2 separate regions of the Sus scrofa genome follow, and region 2 is linked to region 1. A link is a contact called in public Hi-C data. All regions are on one chromosome and are shown on one strand. Each heading gives the region's core, a stretch centred on a gene start, on an enhancer-like site or on the middle of the called end of the contact. The rest is flanking DNA. Distances are from core to core; before and after follow the strand shown.

Region 1 (7,544 bases), core at 1,769-4,268:
CTCTGCCCCGGCTCGGTGGCATTTAATCCTCTCCTTCCCAGGCCACCTTGCAGCAGGAGGGTCTCCTCTCCCGTTACAAGCAGCAACGACTGTTGGCAGTTCTTCCTTCCCTGTTGGATAAGGGGAAACCTGTGGAGTCTGGCCCAGGGAACCCTGAGTCTTCAGCGCCTGCGCCTCTGGCAGTGGCCCGCTGCACCAAGGAGTCCATCAGAGGTAAGGGATGGGGCGGGGACTTCAGGACCCTCTCCTCCAGGCACTCTGGTGTGCATGAACCTTGTTCTCTTGACCCCTGGAGGCCCACAGCCTCTTAGCCACGCCCGCCTTGAACCAGGAGCCTTCTCCTTCATCACCCTTACATCCCGAGGCTGCCCTGTTCCTCTGCATCTTGACCTAACAGCCTCCTGTCCCTCTGGGTCTACTTTTTTTTTTTTTTCCTTTTTTAGGCCCGCACCTGCAGCATATGGAGGTTCCCAGGCTAGGGGTTGAATTGGAGCTACAGCTGCCAGCCTACACCACGGCCACGGCCACACCTGATCTGAGCCACAACTGCAGCCTAAACCCCAGCTCACAGCAACACGGGATCCTTAACCCACTGAGCAGGGCCAGGGATCAAACCTGCACCCTTCTGAATACTAGTCAGATGTGTGTCCGCTGCGCCACACTGGGAACTCCAGGGTTTTCTTTCTTAGGATCCCTCTCCGACCTGCTGGATGACCTGCAGGGCCTGAGTGAGGCCATTTCCAAAGAGGAGGCTCTTTGTGAAGGAGAGAACCAGACCTCTTCTACTTCAGTCTGCCTCTGAGCAGCTGCGATGACCAAGGATGAGGATGGTGGAGAAGTGGGCCCCAGAGTGGGGGGGTCCCGCCCAGCCCCTTCCCCATCTGGCCACCGTCAGGACAACAGGCACCAAGATGTCTGTGATTTCTCCCGTGACTCACTAAAGATGATGCCTACAGCAGGAGCCTTTGTTTGGACAGTTCTCTTTAGGAATAAAGGGAATTTTCTCTCTGCAGCCTCTCTTGTCTAGGCAATGTGAGAAGTGGTCCCTCCCACAGGCTCTTTCACGACATGGCTCCTTTTCCAAAATCCCTTTCCCGGGCTGCTCAAAGTTTGTTTTGAGAAGCTCCAGATTTTTTTTTTTTAATTCCCAACTTGTGTTTTAAAGCGCTTTAAAGAGCTTGGAATTGTCTGGAAGATGGTCAGTGCCGGGAGTGAGGCAGATATAAACCTTCACTGGTTCAGCTGGTGTCGCACAGCCAGGTGGCATCCTGCCAGGAAGCCACCGTGTTGACGGACCTGTTTCTGCTCCTGTGGTGCTTACACTCCCATGGAAGAGACAGACTCAACCAAGTTTCCACAAGAACAAATCAACATTTCAAACAATAAGTGCTATGAAGAGAAGAAAAAGATCACAGTGACGAGATAAGAGCCTGGCTCTGTGGGGAGGGGCAGCATCAGATGAAGGGACAGGCGAGGCCTCTCAGGCCCGATGTGCTGAGGCCGGGGTCAGGCGAGGACCAGGCTGTGCCTCCACTTGGGAGAAGCACAAGCGCGGCCCGTGTGGAGGGAGGATGCTGCAGGGAGAGGCCAGGACCTAGTGGAGCTTGGATTTTACTCTAAGGCCATAGAAAGTCCTTGCAGTGCTTTTTTGTTGTTTGTTTTGCTTTTTTAGGGCCACATGTGACATATGGAAGTTCCCAGGCTGGGGGTTGACTCAGACCTACAGCCTCTGGCCTGCACCACAGCCACAGCAGCTCAGGATCTTAGCCGAGTCTGCGACCTACACCACAGCTCAAGCCAACACTGGATCCTTAACCCACTGACAGAGACCAGGGATCGAAGTCGCATCCTCATGGATACTAGTCAGATTCCTTTCTGCTGCACCACAACAGGAATTCCTTGGAGTGCTTTTTAACCTGGGGACTTTGGCACAATTCCGATTTACATTTTAAAGGGGTCTGTTGGCTGGCTGGGGAGGACGGTTTAGGGTGTGGCCGAGGGATGAGGAGAGAGAGGAAGGAAGCGCAGGGGGACAGTGGTGTCCCTTCCTGCCGGAAGCAGACCAGGGCGAGGGGGACATGGGACAGCCTGGTGAGGAGGTGAGTTCTGCTCTGGGCACATTACTGAAGAAAGTTTCTAGGAGGGCTCTCAGAGACACAGACCCCATTTAGTGACATCTGAAGGATGAGAGGAGGCGGGTGGGCACAGAGCTCTCGCCAAGGACCAGGAGAGGGAGGCAGAAGGGCTGTGAAGAGGATTCCAGCGGGAGGAGGGGAGCTGAGTCAGCTTCCGGTGTAACCCGGAACCAGCCCTGGGGTGGGGAGAAGGAATCAGGAGGTCCTCATGTTTCCTTCCTGATCTGCAGTCACCCCAGGTGACTCTTGGATGAAACTCCTTGGAGGCCTCCTACACCTGGGGAAGGCACAGGCTGGAAGGCGGCAATTCCAGGAAAAGAACTGAGCCCCAGGAAGAGGCCTCACCCTGGGTGGGCGGGGGAACCTGTGCTAGCTGAGACTGTCCTAGCTGCAGCCCATTGTTGAAAAGGTTCACCGTCCCCATCCACCCCTCCCTGTGCCCCCGATCGCCCACCCCCACGCGGCCTCCTGCCTCCCAGCCCCTGTAATTACACTGCTTCCCCACGCGAGGCTGCTCCCATTCCTTGGCCGCCGCTGGCCTTGAGGGATGCAAAGGGAAGGCCCTGTTATTAAAACTGCTGCAGAAGGGGATGTGCAAAGTTGGGATGACCAAGGTCTAGGTCACCGATAAAGCCTGGATGGCTGGGTCCTGAGCTGGGGGACTAAAATGAGGGACGCCACCATCACAGGTTACACACTAGCCATGGCCTTCCAAACGGGTTTGACCAGTTAGATTCCCGTGTGATTCCTTGTGTCACTGGGCCAGCCCCTCCCCAGAGACTGGCCTCTTCCCCTCCTGCCTTCCCTATAAAGCCTCTTGGGGTTCCTGGGCAACCAGACTCAGCCTACCCCCCCGACTTTGGGGGCCAAGAGACAGCCAAGATGCTCAACTGGAAGCTACTGGGGATCCTGGTCCTTTGCCTGTTCGCCGGAGGTGAGCTGGGAGTAGAGGTCTGGAGTGCAGTTTGGGGGGGATGGGGGATGGTCAAAATGAGGCGGGGGTGACATGGATGCACAGAGGAGATTCTGGGAGATTCGGAGAATTCATGTGAGGGTAAGAGCAAAGGGGATGCAGGTGATGCCGGAAGGTACATTTTAGCTCAGACCAAATGCTTGGCTGGTTTGAGTGTAGCTCCCTGTGGTGATTTAGATCAGAATTCATGGAGTTCCCTGGTGGTACATTGGGTTAAGAATCTGGTATTGTCACTGCTAGGGCTTGGGTTGCAGCTGGGGCGTGGGTTTGATCCCTGGCCTGGGAACTTCCACATGCCTCAAGCACTCCCTCTCCGCGCCCCCCCTCAACACACATCAAAAAAATCAGAATTCAGGTGTGTGGGGTCTGGGTGCCACATGGGGCCAGAGTGTAGGCCGCTTTGGGACTGCAGACCAGCACAGGGGCCATGCCAGCTGGGTGTCCCAGTTGTGGATGGAGCTTATGTAGAGGGAGGAGGGTCCTGACAGTTTAAAGTTGGTCCAGGTAATGGTTCAAGACAAGGTTTTTATGTCATTTTTAAGATCACTTTGGAATTTTGTGAATGTGCAGAGAGCTCTCTGAGAGTTACTTTGAGGTTTGTGGGATCGGCTGACTGAAGTCCATCCCTGAGAAGTCGTGCCCCCTGGGCCTGAAGTTTGGGGGGGACCTGGGGCGGGTCGCTGGCCCTTACTGCCTCTTACTTTTCTCCTTCCTCCTCTACAGGCATCTCAGGCAGCGGAGACCACCCATCTCCCCCATCCACGGAGGCCTCAGAGGAGGAGGGCTCCCCAACATTGCCTCGGGGCCCCCCAATCCCCGGTGACCCTTGGCCAGGGGTACCTCCTATCTTTGAGGACCCTCCAGCTCCAGGGCCCAATCGTCCCTGGAGAGACCTGCCTGAATCTGGAGTCTGGCCTCCTGAACCCCCTAGTACTGATCCCCCTCAACCTCCCCGGCCTGACGACCCCTGGCCAGCAGGACCCCAGCCTCCAGAAAACCCCTGGCCACCTGCCCCTGAGGTGGACCACGGATCCCGAGAGGAGCCAGACCTTGACCCACCCCGGGAGGAGTACAGATAATGGGATCCCCAGAGGCATCCTGTGCCTCCAGGCAGAGGGCCCTCCAGCTCAGCTCTTTTCCCACTTGCCTTGAATTCTCTTCAACTGAGCCTAACTTCTTAATCCTTTCCTTATTCCTGAACCCGGAAGGTGTTCTCGGTATTTTTTGTTCCCTCCTGGGATCTATATTAGCCCCCACCTTACCCCTCTTTTTGTCTCTGTCAGCCCAAACCTATAACCTCTAACTCTACCCTCAGTGGAGTCCTCACCCTTCCCACCACCTCTTCCTCCACCGGACTCTCTGGGCAGGGCCGGCAGCACTGTGTTCTCTGCTGCCACCTGGTGGCCATCAGCTGGGAACTACCAGGAGATGATAGTGCTTCCATGAAATGGAAAAATAAAAAACCGTTTTCTTAGTTTTGAATCTAGGCTGTTTCTTTTCTTTTCTTTTCCTTTTCTTTTTTTTTTTTTGTCTTTTTAGGGCCGCACCTGCGGCATATGGAGGTTCCCAGGCTAGGGGTCCAGTTGGAGCTACAGCCACAGCAACGCCAGATCTGTCTGCAGCCTACACCAGAGCTCACGGCAACGCCAGATCCTTAACCCACTGAGCGAGGCCAGGGATCAAGCCTGCAACCTCATGGTCCTAGTCGGATTTGTTTCTGCTGCGCCATGAAGGGAACTCCTTAGGCTGTTTCTTTGCCAACAAGCAGGTCTATGGCCACTCAGATGCCCTCCTCATATCCACAAACCTGCAGAGATCCGGAAGTCGTGTGAGTTCCTGTCTTGCCCGTATGCATAAGGATGTGGAGCTCAGTAGATGGAGGGTTGGAAATGCAACTATCAGTTACAAGTCCCCCATTCCGGGACCTCTATTTTGGACAATGAGAAACCAAGCTAAATCCCTCTTTTAATAGCTTAGGATTTGCATACCTCTAGCTAAACATGAAAACTTTCCCAGGGGCCTGTGAGCAGGGCCAAAATTTTTTTTGTCTTTTGTCTTTTTGCTTTTCAGGGCCATAGGTGGCCCTGGCTAGGGAAGTTCCCAGGCTAGGGATCGAATCAGAGCCACAGCAACAGCAACTCGGGATCCGAGCCACATCTGTGACCTACACCACAGCCCATGGCAACGCCAGATCCTTAACCCACTGAGTGAGGCCAGGGATAGAATCTGAATCCTCATGGATCCTAGTCCGGTTCGTTAACTGCTGAGCCATGAAAGGAACTCCAGGGCCAAGTTTTAAGAGGAACAATTTCCAGAAGTATGTGTGTCCCTTCCTAAAATGAATCGGGCAGAGAACTGTGTTCTCCTTTTCCACCTGCCTCCATTAACAAACCACCCTTCCTGCTGGAGACAGAGGAAACTGAGCTTTCTCGCCAACCCAAACCAGACCAGGGAGCTCTTCCTGGAGCCACCAAATGGAAGTCAATGGAAAATAAAAACCAGGCTTTTCCATCTCATTATTTCAGTAAAAGTTTACTTTTCTGTTTAATCACTGCTAATATTTATAGTTTTGATCAACTGTATCTTGCAATAATTGTAATTATAAACTCACTGTTAACACTTAAGAGTCTTATGGTCATGGGAAGTAAATTTCAATTTATGTCCATATTTTTGTTACAGAGATATACAATAAAAAACTTTCCAAGAATACACTAAAATACAATGACATGCTGCCTGATACAATAAAAAAAAAGTATTTCATGAGGATAAAACTCTACAGGGAAAGTGGAATGGAAAAAGGAACTAAAAAGAAAAAGAAATGTGGTAAATTTGCTGACTGGCTAATGGACATGTTCACTTATTAAAAGGGTGGTCACAAACATGAGATGGCTGTGGTGTTATATTCCATCCACTACGCTTAAGAGTGATATGACTTTTGTTGTTCTCTTGTGCGGTGGGTTAAGGATCCAGGGTTGTCACTGCAGCAGCTCAGGTCGCCGCTGTGGCCCAGGTTAAATCCCTGGCCCAGGATTTTCCACATGCTGCAAAACACCCCTGCCTCCAAAAAAAAAAAAAAAAAAAAAAAAAGACTTTTAAATACGTATTTACAATTCCTGAGAAAGTAAACCCTCTGCAATATGGGCAGGTCGGGATCCGGCATTGCCGTGAGCTGTGATGTAGGTCACAGATGTGGCTCAGATCCCACATTGCTGTGGCTCTGGCATAAGCTGGTGGCTGTAGCTCTGATTCGACCCCTAGCCTGGAAACTTCCATATGCTGCAGGTGAGGCCCTAAAAAAAAAAAGTTGTTGGGCATTCCCTGGTAGCCTAGTGGTTAGGACTCAGTGCTTTCACTGCTGTGGCCTGGCTTCAATCCCTGGTCTGGGAACTGAGAAACCACATCAAGCCACCGCACACTGCAGAAAAAAAAAAGTTGTTGATTTAAAAATGTTTACGGGGGGAGTTCCTATAGTGGCACATGAGGTTGCGGGTTTGATCCCTGGTCTTGCTCAGTGGGTTAAGAATCTGGTGTTGCCATGAGCTGTGGCGTAGGTTGCAGATGCCACTCAGATCTGACGTTGCTGTGGCTGTGGGTAGGCTGGCAGCTGTAGCTCTGATTGGACCCCTAGCCTGGGAATCTCCATATGCAGCAGGTGAGGCCCTAAAAAAAAAAAGGCAAATAAATAAATAAATAATAACAATGTGTAAGGGGTACATAGTTTCCCTAATTTTTTTTTCTGCCTTCCCCTGCCACGTATGGAAGTTTCTTAACCATGGATCAAATTCCAGCAGCAGCTGGGGCAATGCTGTATTCTTAACCCACCGTGTCACAGGACAACGGGAACCCCCCCCCCCCCCCCCGTCGCCCGCCAATTATTTAAGGGAGTATTTGAGCAGGAAATTTGGAAGAGGAGAAGCCTAGCGATCCCAGTGGCCTAATGTCAGTTAAGTGGCTGGCCAGGGTGGGGTTGAAGAGGGGCTTAAAGAAATGAGGGTTCTGTGACCTTAAATCCACCCTTTAGGACCCAGTTTGCAAACCTATATGTGACTGGTTTGAAAACAAAACAAAACAACCCTATGCTTTAGTGTTTGGAAATAATCTTAGAACACTTAATTATAGGGGTGAGCCTGTGACTCAACAGCCCCAACGTGGACTAGATTAATTCACTAATCATTATGTTATACCCTTAATATTCCATCAATGTTGGGGGCCATGGGAGAATATAAAGAAAAAAAACACACAGTTTCCACTCTCAGAAAGCTTAAAATTGAGCCGGGGAGTGAAGGTGGGGAGACAGGATTTACATGCAAAGTTAAATGACAATGTTACAAACTGTAAGACACATTAACTAAATAATTACATGAGTAGGCACCAAAGTAAGAGCCTCGATAGTAAACGCTAAGAGTTCAGAAGAAAGTCACGCACCGGGACCGGGC
Region 2 (7,544 bases), core at 3,684-6,183, 190 kb before region 1:
TTTCTCTTTTTTTCATCTTGTCATCTTCTAATAGGTCACATAAATATTAAATTCTGGGAGTTCCCGTCGTGGCGCAGTGGTTAACGAATCCGACTAGGAACCATGAGGTTGCGGGTTCGGTCCCTGCCCTTGCTCAGTGGGTTAAGGATCCGGCGTTGCCGTGAGCTGTGGTGTAGGTTGCAGACGCGGCTCGGATCCCGTGTTGCTGTGGCTCTGGCGTAGGACGGTGGTTACAGCTCTGATTCAACCCCTAGCCTGGGAACCTCCATATGCCGCGGGAGCGGCCCAAGAAATAGCAACAACAACAAAAAAAAGACAAAAAGACCAAAAAAAAAAATATTAAATTCTGTTCACTTTTTATTGTCTGTCCTCCTCCCACACCAATTCTAACAATAGGATGCAGACTTCACAAAGGCAGGGATCTTTGTTTTGTTTCCCTTCTAACCCAAGCACTTGGAATATAGGGATGGCACATAGTTAATGCCCAATAAATTATTTAAAAAATGTTTTTATCGGAGTTCTGTTGTGACTCAGCAGTAACAAACCCAGCTGGTATCCATGAGCACACGGGTTTGATCCCTGGCATTGCTCAATAGGTTAAGGATCTGGCGTTGCTCTGAGCTGTGGCATAGGTTGACAGCTGTATCTCTGATTTGACCCCTAGCTTGGGAACTTCCATATGCTGTGGGTACGGCCCTAAAAAGACAAAAGAAAAAAATTTTTTAATCAGAGTGTGTATATGTTTAGGGAGTTCCCATTGTGGCTCAGTGGAAATGTATCTGACTAGTATCATGAGGATGAGGGTTCGATCCCTGGCCTCACTCAGTGGGTCGGGGATACGATGTTGCTGTGAGCTGTGATGTAGATCGCAGATGTGGCTTGGATCTGGCATTGCTGTGGCTGTGGTTGGCAGCTGCAGCTCCAATTCAACCCCTAGCCTGGAAACTTCCATATGCCACGGATTGGACCCTAAATAAAAAAAAAAAAAAGTGTGTATGTTTATAGTTTTGATAACTTTTCATGAACTGAGCAGAACATGTAACCAAAAACAAAGCTTTACTAGCACAAGATCCTCTTTTAGTCACTGCCCTCCCCCAAGGCTAACTACTATCCTGACTTCTAAATTAAGATTATTATACTGTTATACCTGTTTTTGTGCTTTCTACAAGTGGAATTATACAGTGTTTTTCATATGTCTTCCTTTGCTCAACATTATATCAATGAAATTCATCCACATTGTTGCATGTAGTTGTAGTTTGTTCATTCTTTTTTTTTTTTTTTTTTCAGGGCTGCACCTGCGGCATATGGAGGTTCCCAGGCTAGGGATCTCTTTGGAGCTGTAGCCGCTGGCCTATACCACAACCACAGTAATGTGGACCCGAGCTGCGATTGCAACCTACATCACAGCTCACGGCAACGCCGGATCCTTAACCCACTGAGCGAGGCCAGGGATCGAACCCTCAACCTCATGGTTCCTAGTCGGATTCGTTAACCACTGAGTCATGACAGAAACTCCCAGCTTGCTCATTCTTATTGCTGTATAATAATAGCCCATTGTATAAATACAACCCAATTTATTTGTCATGAATGAACAAATTGTTTAAGCCCCAGATCCTTTCTATCCTCCATGGTGCTGCCAAAGTTGTGAAGATTAAATGAATTAATACATGGAAAGCATCTATCCAGTATATAGTAGGTGCTCAATAAAAATTAGCTATTAGGAATTCCTGTTGTGGCTCATCGGTAACTAACACAACTAGTATCTGTGGGAATGTGGGTTTGATTCCTGGCCTTGTTCAGTGGGTCAGGGATCCAGCTTTGCTGTGAGGTGTGGTGTAGTTGTAGATGTGGCTTGGATCCCAAGTTGCTGTGGCTGTGGTGTAGGTTGGCAGCTGCAGCTCAGATTCAGCCCCCTAGTCCAGGATCTTCCATATGCTGCACCTGTAGCCCTAAAAAAAAAAAAAAAAGTTAGCCATTAATTTTATTCACCTATTTTATTGAACCAACTCTGATTTCTTCCTCCTCTGAAGTCCTACACAGTTACTATAGCACTTTTTAGGATGCCAACCTGGCTTTGTTATTGGAAAGAGCCAAAATGGGTGGCCCTAGGGCCCTGGTCTGACGCTGATACATGAAACAAGCTGGGCCGATTGGAATCTTGCTTTCCAGGGAGTAAGGAAATCTGAAACAGGGCCAGTGTCTGGGATTTGCTGGAGGTAATGCATCTGGACTCAATGGAGGAAAGGTCTAGGAAGAGCTGAAGGCCTGGGAACTCAGCCTCCCATCTTCCTGGAGTTGGCTATTTAACCCATTCCATTATCCAAGGAGTCTCTAACCCCAGAACCTGCGCTGATACAAGCCCCTTTTCCTTTTATGAGATAGACTCAGTTTTTGAAGCTTGTCCCCAAAAGGACCTCAAGACTCATTTTCACTTAAATTATTGGCTTTATTGTGTTGTGAATCCTTTGCTTAATTCAATAACACCTGTTCTTTCATCCATCCATCCACCCATTCATTTGAGTTAGGTCAGGTACTTAAGGATAGATCATATTATTCCCATATTCAAATAAAAGACTCAGAGAGGCTGAGTGGTTTCTTAAGGTTACAGTGCTTATAGTTATAGCGAATGCTCTTTCAAGGTAATCCTTGCTTTTCATCATGGGCTTGGGTGATGTAATTTTTTGTCTGGATACGTCTTTTCATCCCACTTAAATTCCTTGGGGTCAAGTCTATCTCGCATATCTGGAATGAGCCTTTGGTGTACAAAACCATCTGCTGTAGTAGACATACTAAAAACTTGTTGATGGATTGCTCATAGGGGCAAATCTTGCCACCCTTCCCTCGGAGATGCTTCTCTCCTTCTCAGATCCAGGGGGGGGAAACAGCCTCCCAAACAGTGACCAAGCTGAGTTGATACGACGGAAGATGATTTATTTAAATTAGATTGGCTCTGGCTCACAAGTTGGCCTTCTTTTTCCATGTTGGGGTCATTAGAAGCCCCTTCAATTCCACCACAACTCCCCCACCACAAATCAGGGCAACTCAGAGATAGCCTTCTTGGCCGGAGGACCCGTTGGCTTTTCCTGTTCTCTCGCTTTCTCTTCGTACATCAGGATCCTGGTAGAGATGGGAAGAGACGCGGGGATCAGGGGAGAGCTCTCTCAAGAAAACAAGTCTTAGGTCACTGCGAAAGTCCAGAAAAGGATGAGGGCTGTGAAGGGGGAGGAGAAGGAGGAAGGGCAGGAGGGGGGCTGTGGGGACCGGAACCATGGATGGGATAGGACCCGGGAAGTGTCTCTCAAAAGACAGTAGAGGAGTTCCTGTTGTGGCGCAGCAGAAACAAATCTGACTAGTAACCGTGAGCAGTTGCAGGTTCAATCCCTGGCCTCACTCAGTGAGTTAAGGATCTGGCGTTGCTGTGGGCTGTGGTGTAGGTTGGAGATGCGGCTCGGATCCCGTATTGCTATGGCTGTGGCGTCCGCCGGCAGCTGTGGCTCTGAATCGACCCCAGCCTGGGAGCTTCCATGTGCCGTGGATTCGGCCCTAAAAAAAAAAAAAAGGCAGAAGAAATATGTGCTATAGTGGGTAGAAGGTGAGTCTGGCGGTGGAGGTAGGGGGAGAGAAAACAGGTCAGTATGGGGGGCATGGAAATGGACCCTCACATTTTTAGGATGGCAGATCTCTTGCCCAACATCATCTTGAGAAAGTCAGAGTAGCTGAAAGTCTCCCCAGAGCCACTGGATACCTCCTTGATTAATTTCTTTAGCTCCAGGTGGGTCTTGGGGACCCCAAGCTTCTCCAGCATTCGTTTCAGGGACATAATATCTGGAGGCAGAGGATGGGGTGAGAGAAGGGGGAGCCTGTCCCTCTGTCCCCTCCACCTCCTCACTCCCATTCCCCCTCCTCTTACCCCAGCCCTTCCCCCCTCCCCCTAGGGCACGGGGGGGGGGGGGGGGGGGGAATGGAGTGCTGTGGGAAAGCCCTCCCCCTCCCTCTTTCTGCACACCCCGCCCCCATCACCCTTTTCTCACCAATATCACCATTTCCATTCAGGTCAAACTCCATGTATTTCTCTGGGTGAGGGGAGAAAGCCGAGAGAGGAAGCACTGGCCAGAGGGTCACAGGCTGGGGCAGGGTGCTGCTGACCTCGCCTAGGTGGGGTCCCCGCCCCCCAGGAAGAGGAAGTAGGGCGGGTAGAGGACATGGGAGCTGGGAAGTTGAGGGGCCCTGTTAAGGTGCAGAGAACTAGAGGTGCTGCTGAGAAGGGCAGGTCAGGGACAGAGTATAAGAAGGGCGGCAGTAGAGGCAGCCACCCCAAAGCAAACTTTGTTTCTGCAGTTCCCTCTCTCCTTCATGGGGAAATCCTTTCCTCCCCCTTCACCACCCCTAGAATTTTCCCCTCACGTTTGAAGGCTTCCAGTTTGGAGGACAGGTCCTCATCACTGCTATATTTGGGATCATCCAGGAATTGCTGTGAGGGGACAGCGAGAGCCCGGGTAGGCCCTCTAGGTCCAGCCACTACCCGCGCCCCACATTCCCCCCCCAAACCCAGGCCCTGCCCCTTAGTTCTTCCTTTACCTTATTGATTTCATTGAGTCTCTCTTCCTGCTGGGCCTTCAGCAGCCCGAAGGCTTTTCCTCCTGCAGGGGCGCAAAGGTTCATGTAACCGCCCCCCCACCCCTGGCCGCCACCCCCACTTCTCCTACTCACCCCCAAGCCCAGCCTGAGGCCATCCCTGTCCTGCCTTCCTGAGCCAGCTTCCTGGCCCCCCCAGCCCAGGACCGTCCATCTCCTTGCTCCCCTCCTAGGAGCCTGCCTTTGCCACCTTCCCTACCCTGTAAATCCAGGGTTTGGCTCATAGCTCAGCCGATGCTGGTGGAGATGCTGGAGGAGACAGACCAGGCTGCCACCTCTCTGTCTGCCGGCTCTCCTCTCCCAGCAGCTGCCTGGAGGCCTTCCTCCCAAACTTCCCCTTTCGCCCCATTCCCTCCTCCTCTAAGTCCCAGGCCTCACTTCCCCATCGGCTTCTGCTGACACTAGCACCCAGGAAGAAGAGGGACTGGAGGTAGAAAGGAAATGAGAACTAGCATTCTTCTTCATTCCTCTTAAGGGGATCCTTGTTTGTGAAAGAAATATTTTGATAAGACATCAGAGGTAAGGGGGAAGGTAGTCAGACCTCACGGGCGGTTCTTCTCAGGAACGAAGGGTCTTTGCTCAGGCCTGGAGGTTCACATGACTAAGACGTGGGTCTCACAAGTCTGGGCATGCAGGTTTGGACAGCGAGTCGGACTGAATTTCTCTGCGTGGATTGGAGGAGAAGCTGAAGAGCCGGAAGTCTCCTGCAGATCTGGGAGGGGGTGAGAGGGATGCAGGGTCTGGGAAGAGGAGAAACTTCACTTCCAGCCTTGCAGCTCCAGAGTCCCTTGGGAATACGGCGATGTCTAGCAAAGAAGTCTTCTTTTTTTGGCTTTTTGCCTTTTCTAGGTCCGCTCCCGCGGCATACAGAGGTTCCCAGGCTAGGAGTCTAATTGGAGCTGTAGCCACCAGTCTATGCCAGAGCCACAGCAACTTGAGATCCGAGCCGCATCTGTGACCCACACCACAGCTCACAGCAACGCTGGATCGTTAACCCTCTGAGCAAGGCCAGGGATCCAACCCGCGACTGCATGGTTCCTAGTCGGATTCATTAACCACTGTGCCACGACGGGAACTCCTAGCAAAGAAGTCTTTGTTGGGGCGTTCCGATTGTGGCTCAGCGGAAAGGAATCTGAATAGTATCCGAGAGGATGCAGGGTGGATCCCAGGCCTCCGGCAGTGGATTGGGGATCTGGTGTTGCTGAGAGCTGTGGTGTAGGTCACAGACACGGTTCAGAATTGCATTGCTGGGGCTGTGGTGTGTGGCCGGCAGCTGCAACTCCCATTCAACCCCTAGCCTGGGAATGTCCATATGCTACATGTGTGGCCCTAAAAAGCAAAACGGAACAAAACAAAACAAAACAAAACAAAAGAGAGTTCCGTCTGAGTCAGTAATTTCCCCCGGCTCCTTCTCTAATGGCAATATAATGGCAAGAGGATACCAGTGCCCGGCTGGGCTCAGGAAGAGGAAAGACTGAGATGAGACGCCAAAGGAAAAAAAAAAAAAGAAGTCTTGCTTTAGGATGTGCAATGTCATCCCCTCATCTTATCTTCTTTGAGATTTTCAGTAAAATCTACAGAGCTCTGGAATTCGAGAATTTAGGTAGATTCTTTGGAGGAATGTGGTGCTTCTCGAGAGACAGCATTGGTGGATACAAGAGCCAGGGGCAGACGCTGACATTAGGGGTGTTTGTTGGGGGGGGTGCTGGCCCCTGTGGGTTCCACAGAGTGGGGTGTAGCCTCTGATAAACACTCTCTACCCCTGCTGCTGCTCTTTCTGGCTAGTGGCTTCTAGGGGAGGCAAGGACAGAGCATTCCCCTCACTGAGACACGTTTGTCTAAATGCCCTGGCCCGAGTTTTGACTTCTCACGGCCCCTGCCCTTACCCATGGGGAGTGGGGAGATGCGGGAGGGGACTGTGACCTCTTGACTTCCCTTTATTGCAGCTGCCTCTCCCCCTGAAGAGAAAGGAGCCACCCTGCCCTCCTCCCCATGGCCTCGGTGCCTGGTGGGGAATTCATTTCTTATTCATACATTCATTTAAGAAATATTTATTGGAGTTCCCGTCGTGGCTCAGTGGAAACAAATCTGACTAGTAACCATGAGGACGCAGTTTTGATCCCTGGCCTCGCTTAGTGGGTTAAGGATCCAGAGTTGCCATGAGCTGTGGTGTAGGTCACAGACGTAGCTTGGATCTGGTGTTGCTGTGACTGTGGTGTAGGATGGCAGCTGCAGCTCCAATTTGACCCCTAGCCTGGGAACCTTCATATGCCACAGGTGCAGCCCTAAAAAGACAAAAAATAAAAAATAATAAAAAATAAAAATAGCTTAAAAAAAAGAAAGAAATATTTATTGAGTACTTAACTAGGTGCCCGCACGTTTATAAGTCCAGTGAACCAAATAAATGTAAACACTTGTCCTCAGGGACGGTCTAATTGGGAAATCGTTTATAAAAATAAACAAATATAGGAGTTCCTATTGTGGCTCAGTGGGTTAAGAACACAACATAGTGTCCATGAGGATGCGGGTTCCATCACCGTGGGTTAAAGATCTGGTGTTACCGTGAGCTGTGGTGTAGGTTGCAGACGCGGCTCAGATCCCAAGTTGCTGTGGCTGTGGTGCAGGCTGGCAGCTGCAGCTCCAATTCGACCCCTCTTCTGGGAACTTCCATATGCCTTGGGAGTGGCCCTTAAAAACAAAACAAAAAGCAAAACAAAAATGAAACTAAAAAGGAACAACAGCAGCAACAACAAAAAAAAACTCCTCTGGTACACACAGATGTGGGGAGAGTCTGTGAAGAACAGAGATTCAAGAAGATGCCTCCCACCCACACCCAGGTCCTGGCCCCCTGGACCACAGAGAGGGCTAGGTCTCTGACCACAGTCAGGGCTGAAGGGGAGGTGGGGCCT

What was found. Hi-C and Micro-C count contacts between places; a contact is called where the count stands out from the background.
Region 2: a contact with region 1 is called in a Hi-C map of alveolar macrophages, with 1.9 times the contacts expected there. The contact joins the promoter of AIF1 here to the promoter of PSORS1C2 in region 1. A contact is called at or near these places in 2 of 5 promoter capture datasets (fetal liver and liver), 4 of 47 Hi-C or Micro-C datasets (alveolar macrophages, blood and heart right ventricle) and 1 of 2 datasets of contacts at active chromatin or transcription factors (alveolar macrophages).

What each region holds. Positions count from the first base shown.
Region 1 is chr7:23,537,387-23,544,930 of Sscrofa11.1, reverse strand. It overlaps PSORS1C2 (psoriasis susceptibility 1 candidate 2), which reads left to right and starts at 3,018. Exons shown (of 2, transcript NM_001123171.1): 1 at 3,018-3,069; 2 at 3,832-4,187. The coding sequence starts at 3,018. The coding sequence ends at 4,187. It overlaps CCHCR1 (coiled-coil alpha-helical rod protein 1), which reads left to right. Exons shown (of 18, transcript XM_021098445.1): 17 at 42-213; 18 at 690-1,012. The coding sequence ends at 802.
Region 2 is chr7:23,726,557-23,734,100 of Sscrofa11.1, reverse strand. It overlaps AIF1 (allograft inflammatory factor 1), which reads right to left and starts at 4,933. Exons shown (of 6, transcript NM_001129950.1): 1 at 4,835-4,933; 2 at 4,579-4,640; 3 at 4,405-4,471; 4 at 4,032-4,073; 5 at 3,663-3,825; 6 at 2,915-3,117. The coding sequence starts at 4,859. The coding sequence ends at 3,033.